2 separate regions of the Mus musculus genome follow, and region 1 is linked to region 2. The links are chromatin contacts, called in public HiChIP or PLAC-seq maps. All regions are on one chromosome and are shown on one strand. The core of a region is the stretch at or near the end of the contact, and the rest is flanking DNA. Distances in the headings are between cores, read along the strand shown.

The links. HiChIP or PLAC-seq counts read pairs in DNA pulled down with a chosen protein or histone mark.
Region 1: a contact with region 2 is called in an H3K27ac HiChIP or PLAC-seq map of embryonic fibroblasts, with 22 read pairs. The contact joins the enhancer-like site here to the promoter of Prkar2b in region 2. A contact is called at or near these places in 5 of 39 promoter capture datasets (the HPC-7 cell line, hematopoietic stem and progenitor cells, hippocampal neurons and 2 more), 3 of 15 datasets of contacts at CTCF or cohesin (CD8 T cells, the G1E-ER4 cell line and the NIH/3T3 cell line), 20 of 484 Hi-C or Micro-C datasets (the AML12 cell line, CD4 T cells, CD8 T cells and 13 more), 18 of 115 datasets of contacts at active chromatin or transcription factors (the 230-238 cell line, CD8 T cells, DN3 thymocytes and 15 more) and 3 of 9 other capture datasets (adipose tissue, liver and pancreatic islet).

What each region holds. Positions count from the first base shown.
Region 1 is chr12:31,995,589-31,998,288 of GRCm38.p6, forward strand. The region is part of intron 2 of Prkar2b (protein kinase, cAMP dependent regulatory, type II beta); the gene reads right to left. Among named protein-coding and RNA genes, the nearest start is that of Hbp1, 47 kb to the left of the region's middle. Within about 2 kb of position 1,428, at least 155 of the 459 cell types and tissues checked have an H3K27ac peak or open chromatin away from gene starts, as enhancers often do. A contact at or near this core is called in the 230-238 cell line, CD8 T cells, the G1E-ER4 cell line and 11 more, where this site is marked.
Region 2 is chr12:32,059,850-32,062,549 of GRCm38.p6, forward strand. Prkar2b (protein kinase, cAMP dependent regulatory, type II beta) reads right to left here and starts at 1,428. Exons shown (of 11, transcript NM_011158.4): 1 at 933-1,428. The coding sequence starts at 1,233. It overlaps Gm51992 (a long non-coding RNA gene), which reads right to left. Exons shown (of 3, transcript XR_003950224.1): 3 at 2,370-2,434.

The DNA.
Region 1 (2,700 bases), core at 178-2,677, 64 kb before region 2:
AATATTTTTGCAATAAAATTTCTTAACCATAAATATATGTAGACATTTTACATTACTTCAAAAGTTATTCTGGTAGCCTTTTGGCATGACAAATCTTAAGGCATATTTACTGTATATTTTTCTACAAGAGGCTGTACCCATCCATTGTTCTACAAAGAATATAAAAAGGCTTGCTGGCTACATGAAAGAGCTGGGCGCCAATTTAAAAGAAAGGATTTAAATGTTTCAAAACTATTAAAAAGGAATAACTTACAAATACTTTGGCTATGTGTATCTCCTTTATAGTCATCTACGGGGAATACATTTTTCCTTTTAGGAGGAAATCTATCTATCTGTCTGTCTGTCTGTCTGTCTGTCTGTCTTTTGGACCATGTCTCTCTCTGTAGCTTTGACATCCAAGAACCCATTATGTAGATCAGGCTGACCTCAAACATAAGAGATCCACCTGCCTCTGCCTCCCAAGTGCTAGGATCAAAGGCATACACCACCATATCTAGACAAAGTCAACTTTTTAAACATTATTTTATGGTTAGACTACTCAAAATAATTTAAATTGTTGTTTGTCTATGCTTAATAGAGTGATGTGTGTTGAGGCAGAAAGCACCCCAATGTGACTTAACCCCACCATTCAACATCACAGGACTACTCACTCACAAGCGTGGACACCATTTTCTCATTTGCATACCTAAGGATTTAATACTGCTCTTTCATTTTTTAAGAGCAGATGTTTTTATTTTACTCAAGTTTATATATATGGTTTATCTTGGCTAAGATACAGGAACTGAAAGCAGGAAACTAATAATGACAACAATGATTGATGATCATAGTAACAGGCTCACAAATGGTCCTGAGGGTCTCAGGACAGCATCATGAATGGCGTCTATCCTCCTCTGTGCCTTTATCATCATTATTATAAAACCCACCATTACTTCCTGCAGGCACCGCTCTGTGCAGCCACATTTTGCCCTTCACAGAAGATATCTGTTAGTACCTGGAAACAATTTGATCATCCAAGTGTAGTGGGGTGGGGAAGGTCACAGACATATAGTAAACTTGGGTCAGGGATGCTGTTTAAAGGCCTAAATATACAGTAACCCAACCACACTCAACCAAAAATCAGAACAAAAACAAAAAACAAAACCATCCCTGACCTGTATTGTCTTACTCAATCCCATAACCCTACAATAGTTATTAATGCAGCCATTTCACAGATGAAAAGACCAGGGCATAAATAGGTCAGGGTCACACATCCTAGTAAATGACCTAAGGACTTTGGCAAATGTACCAGCACAATGCCTGGACTTTAGCGCGTGTCTCAGAACCCAGCAGAAACAGGGCTTCTGGAGAGCAGGCTCATATGTAAAAACCTCCAATGATACACAAAGCCAGAATGCCAATTTAGTAAGTAACTTCCTGGATGAAGTGTTAAGTCAGCATGACCAGTCAGTTCTCTCCCTGCCGGAAAGCCACAGAGGCAGCCAGACCATAACTAAGACGTTGCCTGGTGATAAGGAAACAGGAAGTCGAGAATCTGTCAAATAATATCTGGATGGATAGTGCCTGTGACACACACACACACACACACACACACACACACACACACACACACACACAGGATATATCATTAGCTAATATAGCTCACACACTTTAATTGGATAGGCCACAACTTTCCACAGGGGATGAAAACCTCTTCTAGGCGAGGCTCTGCAATTTTCTGTCTCCATGAGTGACAACCAAATGGGGAGAGGGGCCACTTTATCAATTATACAATACAAAAAGGAAAGCAGGGGCCTTTTATCAAAATTCTCAGACTTCACAGAGGATGACAAAGGAGAAAATTAATCCAAATGGAGGGTGTCTGTGAGCATGGGGACTGTGAAGGTGACAAGCTGACATGACCAGCATGCTCAACAGGAAACGAAGCATCTAACTTATTCTGCTCTCCAATGACTTGTGATCTATGTCCCCTGACTCATTATAGTGTTATATTAAATTTCAGTTCACAGAAAGCATCTTATCAACTTCTGGTTTCCAAACCGCTGGCCACTATCCCCTAACCAAAACAACTTGGAATTTAGGTGGAAAAAAATCTGTTATTTTGCAAACAGCTTATCAACTGTGTCCCTGTCATTAATTACTTAACACCCTTCTAATGTGAGTATCTTTATCAGGCAATGTGTGTTTGTGTTAGACCATCAGTTTCACTGGAGTACTTGTCGGTATTGTGACTGATTCTTGGCACTGCTTCAGTTGTCTCACTGACTAGAACTGACCTCCTATACCCAAATGACACGTGCAACTCTGAAAGGTTGCTGTGGTGGGCCTGACCGTCTCCAGAGCCATCCTGCAGTTCCCTTTCATTAGAACTCACCTTATTTTCTCCAAGCCACCCCTTCTCCCCAGCCACAAGTTAAAAGTCAGATCAAGAGTCATGGGTTGTGGATATGGGACAATGGTACAGGGCTTCATGGTACCCATGGAGCCCTGAGTTTAATCTCTACCACAACAAACTCCCGCCAACACACCCACAAATTGGGGCGACGGGCAGATCTTAACCTTTCACCCACACAGAGCTAATTTAGATGCATTCATTTCAGAAAGGACCTTTTGTGCTCCTCCAGAGATGTGGGAGGACTCACTGTCATAACTTAACATACTATGTTCTTTCAAACATGGTATAATGTGTTTGTCTCACGACCC
Region 2 (2,700 bases), core at 178-2,677:
AACCTGGGGTTTGGTCATATTGTGTAAACACGCATGTGTGTCTGGTGTGTCAGGGAGAGGTGGGAAGCATAAGGGGTGGGACTCGCCAAAAGCAGCTATTTAAAACAATCCCTTTCTCTCCCATTCATTCTCTCTAGCTTCAGTGTCTGGCGTGGTCCTTAGATGCTGGCTGGCTTTTCATTAAGACAACTGACAAAGCTCTTAGAACTTCCCATGGTGTTATTTTTTTTTCCACACACTTTAAAAAGAACATCAAAATCATTCAATATATGTTTTGTATCTTTTTTTTTAAAGAAAGAAAATCATTGGCCTATTTCCTCATGCCAAAGACCCCCTAGGTATCAGGCTAAATATGCTCCTTTGTTATATGTCCAAAAATATCGCCACCACATGGTATTGGAAAAACTGGAAAATAAATTATTCGTATTCCAAGAATGTCACAGCTATTATCGTTAATTTGTTTTACCTCAGCGAGTCCGATTTCACACTCTTCTCACTGAGTCCTACATGCTTCGCCCTTTCTCCCAGAACACTCCATTAATAAATCTAAAGGGCTGAAAAGAGGCCGCCAAGCGCCCTTCATGCACAATGGTACTCCCGGAGCCTGAGACATCTCCAACCACGGGAAAGTTAACGATCCAGCAAGATGCCCACCCTAAATCGCCCCGGAAAGAGAGGTGACAGAGGGGCAGCGGGAGCGCAACCTCTCCTTTCCCCACCTCCAGAGAAAGGGAGGGCATGACAAGAGAGCTGAGTAGGAAGGTGGGCGAGTGGGAGCGACCGAAATGGGTGCTGAGGGGGTGGGCGTAATGGGAAGGTGGAGAGCACGGGGAAGGTGGGGAGCTCAGCCCGGGGTTCAAGAGCGAGGCGGGGTTCGAGAGTGAGGCGGACGCGGCGGCCGGGGCTCAGGGCGCGAGGGGGCCGGTCCTCACCGTTGAACGCCCCTGCTTCCGCGGCCTCCTCCTCCTCGCCGTTCTCGGAGTCGGAGCGCATGGGCTCCTCGGCGAAGTTGACACCCTTACTGGGGATGCCGCCCCCGGCGGCTGCGCCCGCGTCCCCCCAGGTCCTGCCCTCATGGCCGAAGCGCGCGGCGCCCTTGCGCTCGTTCTCCTGCTGCAGCCGCGTGAAGTGCTGCAGCGCGAACTCCAGCAGGTCGGCGGGCTGGTGCCTCAGCACCTCCACCGTGAAGCCCTGCAGCAGCTCCGTGAGCCCCGCGGGGATCTCGATGCTCATCCTGCCCGTGCACGCCGAGGCGCCTGGACGCCGCCCTCGCCCCCTATCCGCGGTCCGGTCTCGGGCTGCGCGGCTCCCGAGCGAGCGCCCCGGGCGCTACCGGCTGCGAGCGCGGCGCACTGGGCCCCCGGCGAGGCTGCTCCGTGCGGCGGCAGCAGCAGAGCGAGCACAGCCCGGGGAGGGTTGGCAGCATCTCCAGCTCCTCCCGCTCCTGCTCCCGCCGCCGCTGCGCCGCCCCCCGCCCGGCGCCCCGCCTCCGCCCGCGCGCCCACGTGATCCCCGGAAACCATGGCAACCCGGCGGGCGGGAGCACTGCCGCCTCTCAAGTGGCCCCAGGGTGGAGGCAGCCTGAGCCTGGGGCGTGGGGCTGAGGCCGCGCGCTCCACCTGAGCTCCCTGAGCGAATCCCACGCACCTTTCTCCCTGTCCCACGCAGAGTTGGTGCGGCGCAATTCCTGCTGAAACTTCAGCCTCCACCTTGGTGGCTTTTCCTTTTCCTAGAATCCAACCCCAAGAGAAACGTGCGTGGTGTCTTTTGTTAGTCGCACAGCCCTACTGGTTCTCTTCTGGATAAAAGAGATGCTGCCACTTGTCTGTCACAAAATTTTCTTTAATTCCGCCTTTTAGCCTCGTGGCTGTGATGGTTTGCCTTACAGATGCTCTGCCACACTCTGCTTAGTACATTTCCTACTGGTTACTGAGACAAAGGCCGCATTTATTGTGTAGCACTTAACAAAGTTAGTTGATCCTTCAAGACAGGATACAGGGTAGTCAGGGCAGCTGGACAGACAACTAAGGGTGTGTTACCTGATTAGCCTCTTGTTGCTTATTTTTAAAACCTTTCCTGACACTTTGCGTCACTTCAATTAAATCTCCAAAATTTGAATATAGCAATAAAAAGGAAAAGAGAACTACACATTTGTGCTTTTTAAAGAAAACCCTTGTCTTTAAAACGAGCCTATTCTGAGAATTTTGAAACAGAAAAATTTATCTTTTGCCAAATTAAACGCTGTATAAATATGCATACTTTATTTTCTACGATGCCCATTTCATTGTAAAGCAGTCCAAGTGCAAACTCACTTGAGTTTTATTTTATTCTTAAGTTTTATTTATTTATTGAGTTTTATTTTATTTCCTTAGTTGTTCTCACTTACCTTTCTGCCCACACATAAGGAAAATATGTGACTCACGAAACCCAAAACCTAGAAATCAAAAATATCATTTCGTTTTATTTTTTAAAAATTGCTTCTTACCCATTTGTTTACAATGTTTATTTATCTTTTTTTTTCATAAGGGAATTCATTTCTCAAGTTCAGTTTCTTAACCTCATAATAATAATACTGGTGTGTGTTTTTTTTAAAATAACATACTTCTAAATTGTAATTGTGTGGTGTATAAGAAATAAACTCAGAAAAATGTGGTCTTCACATGAGGCCATATGGAACACAGTATTAGTCAAGTTCTCTAC